Linked DNA regions of Pan troglodytes: region 1 is linked to region 2. Evidence: chromatin contacts called from public Hi-C data. All regions are on one chromosome and are shown on one strand. The core of a region is the stretch at or near the end of the contact, and the rest is flanking DNA. Distances in the headings are between cores, read along the strand shown. Region 1 overlaps RYK (receptor like tyrosine kinase). Region 2 holds the start of LOC100611124.

Region 1 (4,252 bases), core at 1,696-4,195, 280 kb after region 2:
TTTTTAAAAATTTCCATTTCTTACAAATACCACAACTTCAAGAGCCTAAGAAGTTAGCTCAAAAGCAGTTAAATTGGTGTAAATAATACACTTATTCATTTACTCAGACTGTACTGAGTGCCTATCCTGCATCATACTCTATGCTATGCATCAAGGGAATTGCTAGATAATGTAATCAGTGCAAAAACAGTTAAATATAAGGTTCTAAGGGGTAGGAAGAATAGAAGTTAACAAATGAAAGAAGAGAAGGTGGCAGGAAAAAGACAGTGCAGATCTTGAGTCTTGCAGAATGAGTAGGATGAATAGAAAGGAGTTCACGAGCAGAAAGAGGAAAAGATGATCCCAAATACTGAGACCAGCACATGCAAAGGCTTGAAGATCAGAACTGCATGTAGTCTGGAACTGCTACAACTCTGGGGCAAGTGCAGCAACAAGGCTAGACAGGCAGGCAGGGGCAGATGGTAAAGGATCCAGGACACAAGGTGGTGAGTCTGGAATGTTCAGTTGATGGGAGTGGAGAGCACTGATGGGCTTCACGTCACAGGGTCAAATATGACCGTGCAAAGATCATCTGGGCCACAGGGTGAAATGTGGTGCCTAATCAAAGCGAAACAAGATCAGGCACAGGGACTCATGTGGAGGTAAGTACCAGCAATGCAGAAAAGGAGACAGGGAGGGCGGAGCACAGAGAGTTCCAGAAGGACAGAAAAGAGAGAATGGTTTAAGAACACAGTGCAAATATTTACAAAAATTACTTTTCACAGTACTCATACATCTTATGCCTATCAAGTAATACACACTACACATCAGTAAACTTCTGTTTTGGGGCCATAGGGGATGCAGTTGAAAAAGTATGTTAACTTTGTCTTTGAAGACTCTTACTTACCTGATAAAGTGCGTGGAACTTCCCCCTGAACAGAAATGTTGACCTGGGGCATGTCCATTGCCAAAACATTGTCCACTTGGAATCCCAGCTTATATTCAACCTGTAAAATAGACAAAAATAAACAAAATGGACCTGTGATAACAAGAAGGAAACTATCAGCTTGACTTCATTAATTGGCTCATTAATCAATGGATGAGCCTTTCATATGTACAAATAATCTAGCTATAAAAAAATGCAAATTGTCAGAAACAGTCCTAAGAATTTTCAATTGGATAAAAATTCAACCAAGTAAGCCACCCTCTATTTTAAGTCCACAACAGGACCACCACTCTTCCATAAAACCTGCCATCTAGGGTCAGAAATCCTGCTGAGAACTATGCAGCACTGACAGAGAGGCCATGGAGAGCCAGATATGAAGAACCAAAGCGGTGAGATATGTAACTGACAGACCATAAATAGCTACCAATGCCTTCTCTGGCTGAAAAATGAAAGCCAAGCTCGGAGGGCCTCCTTGTGGCTGGTGGAGGAAGGTCTGCTCTGCAGACCCACTCACACAATAAGCAGATTCCAAGGTAGATTTCTCATAGAATATCTAAGTCACATCCTCTAGTCTTGCTCTCACCAAAAAGAAAGTTCATGTTTAGATCCCCATTTGACCTCTGGATCTACTTCTCAAGTGATTCAGAATCCAGAAGGGAAGACAGGCAACCCATGAGATGTCTCTAAAACACCAATGTTATCTATCAATACTTGGCCTACCCAATGTGGCTTAACAGAACCAATCAGCATCAATAATTAAGGCTCTGTTGCTATGGAGAGTTCATGAAAGAAGCAGCTCAAACTGCAAAGCAATAGCTGAAATTCAGAATGGCTGCCAGCATCAAGACTTTCAATGAAGCCCTACAGTTCACATCACTCTCTGCCCTGCCCACAGGTTCTTGATAACTATGGTATCCCTCTCTCATTCAGTGGTCACAAAAGGTATCATTGGTGGCAGACTGAGATTTGCAGAGCCACGAGGCAGCAGGTTGGGAAAAGAGTGAGAAGAAAGATGTTCGATAAACCATTCTTCAAGAAACTTAACTAGAAGAATGGGAGACAGATGGTGAAGTGGGGGGTGTTCCAAAGCTTTTCTTTCTTTGTTTTTAGATGAGATATTCAAATATGTATATATGCTAGTGAAAAAAGCTAATGAAATGGTACATAATAAAGATGAAAGAAAAGAGGGAAAGAGTATCATCCCAGATATAAGGGAAGGGATGGCCCTTATGCTTGGGCTAAGGTGGAAGGCATTGTTACCCATGAATAAGAAGGGCTCAGTCCAGAATTTGATTCCCCTTGGGGTTTCTCCTTTCACACTCTATTTAAAGTGTCTTAGCTAAACACTGTAGGGGTATGCAAACATTAAACTCTTCCTTTGCAGTTAAGATAGGTACATAAACAACTGTTAAAGGCTGTGTTTGATAAGTGCCACATTCCCAACAAAGGAAATGTTCTTGCTGCAGCACATCAGTGACTTCGAGGTACCTTGGCTAGGAAGTGTTCACATTCACCTTAGCATATCACAATACCATTGCTGCCACCAGGGGGTGCTAGAGAGCCACAGCCAAGCAAGTTTGGGCAGGGAATGAGCAAGCTTTCCAGCAATACATCAAAGAATGCATTATACATCCCTACACCGATGCTATCTCTGAACAGGACCATACATGAAGGGTAGGTGCACAAAAGAAATCAGCACCGCCAGCAAGAACTGGGTTTGGAACCATGAGACCATGTGACTCTTAGGTAAATTAGTAACTTCTCTGAGTTTCCATATTTTGTAAAATAAGGGTAATACATGTTATGAGGATCAAATAAGATCATTAATGCAATACATACTGTTAGCCTGGCACAAGTCTCCTCTGACATCAGCAGCATCAGCAGTCATTCCAGAACAGCTACCTTATTGCCATGCTGCACTTCTCCATAATCATCAGCCCACTGCTGGCCCCAGGGATTCTGACACAAACCCTCCTGGGTCTGTCAAGAACACTGTTGCAGGCCTTCTGTTTTTTCCCCATTCTGAGAACCTCCCTATTCAGAACAGCCTCCTACACTCTCTGCCTCTTCACAAATGTCTTCCCACCTTCTCCCACAACCTGGCTTTCCTCAGAAGTCATCTGTTCCCCTTCCTATCATTCAGTTCCTACAACACCTGACCCTCAGGGCCTAGACAGTAGGGTCGGCACTCTTTAGGATCACTAGGTCCTTCCCAGACATCCCTTCCTCATGCCCTCATGCAAATCCCCTCTACTTTGAAGTTTATAACTTCTTTTTTTGAGACCGAGTCTCACTCTGTCACCCAGGCTGGAGTGCAGTGGCGTGATATCGGCTCGCTGCAACCTCCACCTCCTGGGTTCAAGCAATTCTCCTGCCTCAGCCTCCCGAGTAGCTGGTGGGACTACAGGCACACGCCACTATGCCCAGCTAATTTTTGTATTTTTAGTAGAGACGAGATTTCACCATGTTGGCCAGGATGGTCTCGAACTCCTGGCCCCAAGTGATCCACCTGTCTTGGCCTCCCACATTGCTGAGATTACAGGTGTGAGCCACCGCACCCGGCCGACGCTCACAGCTTCTACTCATAATGGCTACTTCTCATGCCATCAACACCAATAAGCCACACAGGACTTGCAGAGGCCTTGGTCTCCTGCCATGTTCTCCCTGGCTTCAATATTCAGTATTCAATATCCTGACACGCTAAAGAATTACTTCACTACCAAAACAAATGCAAAAATGCCATTCTATCAAAGATCCCATCACCACCTCTGATTCCTACAAAACTAGTTCTCTGATTCCATCACTCCAAGTCAGCCAACATTTATGAGGCACATTTATGAGCCAGGGGCTGTGTTCATAGCAGGATGCAGCAGCCAGTTAAAGCCACTTCCCTTCTCTCCAGTATAGCCGTGAACACCTAGTTTCATGTTCTCCACAGCCCAAGCCCTAAAGAAGGCAACATTACTGACAGTCATATTGGCACCTTCAGCTGGTTGACTCCTTCCAAACCCTCAAAGGGCAGCTCTAGCATCCTGACCACCCCTTCTTACTCTACTCCTGCTGCTCAGCACTGCTGAAGGAAATCCATCCTACAGAAAAGGAGCTCTTACACAACAATGACCTCCAGTCTCAGGGGAGACCCTTAGTTCTACTCAGCAATCCCTTCCTCACTGACCCTCTTTTCCCTCGTGTTATTCCAACCTTACAGGCCTTCCCCACCTCCTCACACTCAATGTTTTTGTCCCTTTCCACTAGTACAGAGGAACCCCATTTCTGCCTTTCTTTTCAACACCCCGGCAGATCTATTAGAGCATCTATTCTTTTCAT
Region 2 (4,276 bases), core at 937-3,436:
AAGGCCCCTGTCAACAAACTTACCCTATCCTTCAAGGCACAGTTAGAGCTCATCTCTGCTCCAGATCTCCAATCCCTAGGGAACGGGCCTCTTTCACCTTTGTTAATCCACCACATACACCGGCTTCCCCCTGCATTTCCATGCAGGCATCTGTCCGTCTGTTTGCACTTCTCCTTCATGGCACTATTGCACCTGTAATTGATCAGCCAATTGCAGCCACAGTTTGGATGCTTTCTTGGTTGTCTGTCTGCCTTCTGTTTGTCTTGTTCACCTCTATAGGCCTGGTGCCCGGTTTGCCCTGGTACCTGAGTCTGTGACGGGATGGGTACCTGCCCCTTTCCCGGGGTGGACAGTGCCTGGAATGCTGACAACAGTTTCTTTCCGACATGCACGCCTATCTCAGGGCCAGGCCCCAGGAGATGCTGTGGTGAAGGTTTTGGGAATTGGAAGGAGGAAGCAGAGGCTACCTAGCCCCCTGCAGTGGCTGAATAATGTTTCCCAGATGGTGCCAGTGACGCAGTGGGGAGGCTGACAGCTTCTGGGTGCGAATGGCCCCACAATGCGGCCGGGGACCACCCTGCCCACGGCCGGTCAGAGAGCCTGAGGAAGCCGTGTGTTCCCGCGGGCCCTCTCGGTGCCTCGTGGCACCTTACTCTCTACTCCTCTTGTTCTCTAACGTGTTTAATACACTTCCGTGCAGAAAATATAAATAGAGGAAACGGTGCTTTATCGCGGGGAGGCAGAGAGGAAGTTTTCTCGAGGCTGTGTCCCGTGAGCAGGCGCCGGTGGGCTCAGCTCCCGGGCCCTCCGAGTAGGGGGAGGCGTGCGTGCGTGCGGTGGGCGCGGGGAGCCCCGCAGGCCCGAGGGCGCCCCGGCGGGGAAGCGGGCTGTCCGAGGCGCGCTGAGCCGGGTGGTGGAGTCCCTCCCGGCTGGCTGTGGGGCCGCGGGGGCGTCCCGTGGGCGGGCTGGGCGTGGCGCCTCCGCGGGTGGCTTCCCCGGGCCGCGGCGGAGGGGCGGCGCCCCCTGGTGGCGGAATGCGACTCCAGGGCGCAAGGGGCCGCCCACCCCGCCTCGCCCACCCGGCGGGGGCCTCCGCGCCTTTTCTGAGAAAGCCAGAGGAAAGGAGCCGAGACCGCAGTCCCCTGGGCCCGTTTCCTCGTCTGTGGAATGGCATGATTATTGCATCTCACAGGGCTGTCGTGAAGATTCAAGGAGCAAATGTATGTAAAGCGCTTCGGATGTCTGGTACATTCTGAGCCTTCAACCCACCTGAGCTGTTGAAACTCTGGGATTCAAGCGATTCGGGTCAAAGAGGAACGGTGTGACACCTGCCTCTGTCCTTTCCGAGGTGGACTCAGGGATTGCATACGTCTCATCCAGAACCCCCAGTCTCTCTTTTGTAAGCTGGCGGTCATGAGATGTAATGAGGAAAAGGTTTAAACAAATGTTGGTCCCTATCTGGGACCTCTGAAGTCACTTTTAATGGATTTGGGGATTTTACAGATTTAAAAAGGGGTGCCTACTGTGGCCCATTTATAGACCTGTGGAGCGAAGAGGAGGAGATTAGTCACACTGGGGGCCGGAGTAGAAGCCGTTTTAAATTAGTTGCCCCGCTCTGCCTTGAGACTGAGACTTTCTGACTCTCAGTTTCACGCTTGGGTTCCAGCACCCAGATGAGAAGAGAGAGAAGGTGGAAGAGGAAGAGAGGGAGGGGATAGAGCAGCGGCCACCACCTCTCCCTGAGAGGGCGCAGAGTGGGTGGTTCCCCCCAGGTGAGCAAGGTGGGGGCCCCATGGGTGTGCTGGGTAGGGGTGGAGTGTGCTGGGAGCACGCGGGAGGACTGCGCCTCTGCTCCTCGGGGTGTGGCGCGGCCCACTCAGGAGCCCCTTCCAGTGTAGACTCCAGGAGGGTACTCTGAGCTAGGAATGCCTTCCTGAGCCTGGTTGGTGGGGGGCTCTAAGGCCATTCCTCCAGGCCCTGAGTGGGCAGAGAGACACGTGAGCACTAACCCAGGAGCCGGGACTAGGCTGAGCCCACTACTCACAGCCTGGGGTAAGCCAGCCTCAAGACCCTTCAGGATGGTCTCAGCCTGCATCCGACTGCCTCTCCTGCCTGACCACTGCGCTCCTTCACAGGCCTCTGGCCGGCGAGTTCTCAAGATGTGCAAAGGTTTCCTGCTTCCTTACCTTTGCACACCTTTGCTTATTCCTTTTGCCCAGAAAGTCTTTCCCAGCACATTTGACTCTCTTGAATTCCAGTCTCTCCCGCATGGCTAGGATCAAGCCCGTTCTCCCATCGCTCATCAAATGAACTCAGAGCATAGTACTTTGCCCTGTGTTAAGGTCTTGTCCTAGCTCTGGATTATATGTCCTTGAAGGGTAGGGACCATGTGTTTGTCACCACCTGTCCTTATACACATCAGGTAGTACATAAATCAAGGGAGGCGTGAGGGACAACTGGAAGGAGCCTCGTTTTCTCCATGTACAGGATGGGACTAGTCATAGTGGCCGCACAGGGCTGTGGGAACTCTGGTGCGATTCTGCCATGAGAGTCACCCCATCTCCTCCTTGCCTGCAGGGTCTCGCTCCATCGGCTGTCCTCTTGGACCCCGCAGCCTCCCCATCCTGTGGCCTTTTGCCCCAGGAAATCTCTCCCCTCTGAAGCCATCCTTTCCTTGACCCTGCATCTCTCTCAGCCACCACCCCATCTCTGCCTCCTCTGAGCAAAATCGTCTTTCCCACCTCCCCAGCCCTCTGCAGACTGCCTCGGCCTTGCCTGGGCATCATCCCCTCAGCTTCAGGGACCCACAATTGGTGCTTCCTCCATTGGGAAATCTTTCCAGACTGTGCTTCCCGACCCCGACAGCCCCGCAAAGCTGGTTTAAGTGTCCCGGTGAGCAACTGTGTCCACCTAGGTTCACTACCCACAGTAGAGCACAGTAGTGCTCAACCATATCTGCTCTTTTCTTCTCCTGAGCACACAGAATATTCTGTTCCGCTCTTGCGGCAGCTAGGCTGGGAGCAGAGTGAAGAGCGTTACTTTGGGACAAAGCATTGCTTAGCAGTGCAGGATCTTCCAGGACTTTCTTCCCCTGCCCCATCCATCATGGCAGCTTATAATGAAATGGAGGTACCTCAGGTTCCAAACAGTCTGAGTTACTGAGACACTGGTTGGGGGGGCTCTCAGGCCAATCCTCCAGGCCCTGAGCAGGCAGAGGGGCACTACTGAGCCACCGACCTGAGAGTCACCCAGATCACCACAGGTTCTGTGAGCGAGATATCATCTTTTGTTGTGTCAAGTGACTAAGATTCGAGAGGTCTGTTACCACAGCATAGCCAAGCCTTTCCCCACTGATTTACTGATTAAAGAAGTGTTTTAAATGGGTTAATGGCTTGGTAAACTGTAAAGATCTGTGCACATTTTAGTTATTATTATTGCTGTCAAGTTGTAGCAGGGCTGGAGACATGATGTGGCTGGGAGAGTGGAGGAATGGCCAGGGTATGCCATGGAGAAAAACTTCCACTCATTTATGATTTGCCAAGGGCTTTTCCAGGATCTGTTTCCATATTTAATCTCTGATGAAAGGTTATAATGAATCTGGTATCTGGTGCTACTGGCAGGAGATGGACCTTTCTTCCAGGTATTTACTTCCTGTGGTTGCGAAAGATAGGATGTATTTCTTCTGGATTTGCTGCAATATAATATTTTAGTATCAATTTGATACTGACTGGCTTCAGCCTCCAGCTTAACTGTATCTCTCCATCTTTGAGAGTGGTTGAATAAAATCACAATATGGCTTTGTTTCTTGAGCAAGAATCTGCTAAGCAGTCACCAGATGGAGCTGTTCCCTTGAAGGTCTGTGTGCAGGATTCTCAGGGCCTTTTCTTCTCAAAACCCTTCCCTCTTTGTCTCTTTTCTCCACAACTCTCTTTAACTCATGGTGCTATAGGGATAAATTGGCCCTGTTTAATGAATAGTTGTGATGTTGTTGCTAGTTGAATAGAAGGTAAGTAAATGAACTGTTACCTGGTTCTTTTGCCTTTGTTACCCACCTTAATGGCCCTCAAGAGATTCCCCCACTTCCCTCCCATGGGCCAGTGAATGTCAGTGGGAAAAGAGGGGCCTCCCCACCATTTTAGTCCATGCTGACTCTTCAGAATGACTCAGCTGGGGCAATTGGGCTGGACCAGAGAGAGGTGGACAGCCTGGTTTGAGTCTAGACCTGGCCAGCTATTATCTATGTGAAATTGGCCATAATGGTTGCTTCCTCAGGATC

The links. Hi-C and Micro-C count contacts between places; a contact is called where the count stands out from the background.
Region 1: a Hi-C map of induced pluripotent stem cells shows a contact between it and region 2, with 2.7 times the contacts expected there. The contact joins the enhancer-like site here to the promoter of LOC100611124 in region 2. A contact is called at or near these places in 3 of 7 Hi-C or Micro-C datasets (blood, induced pluripotent stem cells and stem cell-derived neural progenitor cells).

What each region holds. Positions count from the first base shown.
Region 1 is chr2:137,450,921-137,455,172 of NHGRI_mPanTro3-v2.0_pri, forward strand. RYK (receptor like tyrosine kinase) reads right to left here. Exons shown (of 18, transcript XR_008547108.2): 3 at 887-986. Among named protein-coding and RNA genes, the nearest start is that of RYK, 38 kb to the right of the region's middle. Within about 2 kb of position 2,946, at least 3 of the 24 cell types and tissues checked have an H3K27ac peak or open chromatin away from gene starts, as enhancers often do. A contact at or near this core is called in induced pluripotent stem cells, where this site is marked.
Region 2 is chr2:137,166,824-137,171,099 of NHGRI_mPanTro3-v2.0_pri, forward strand. It overlaps LOC100611124, which reads right to left and starts at 2,187. Exons shown (of 2, transcript XM_063806245.1): 1 at 1,955-2,187; 2 at 1,507-1,953. The coding sequence starts at 2,095. The coding sequence ends at 1,597.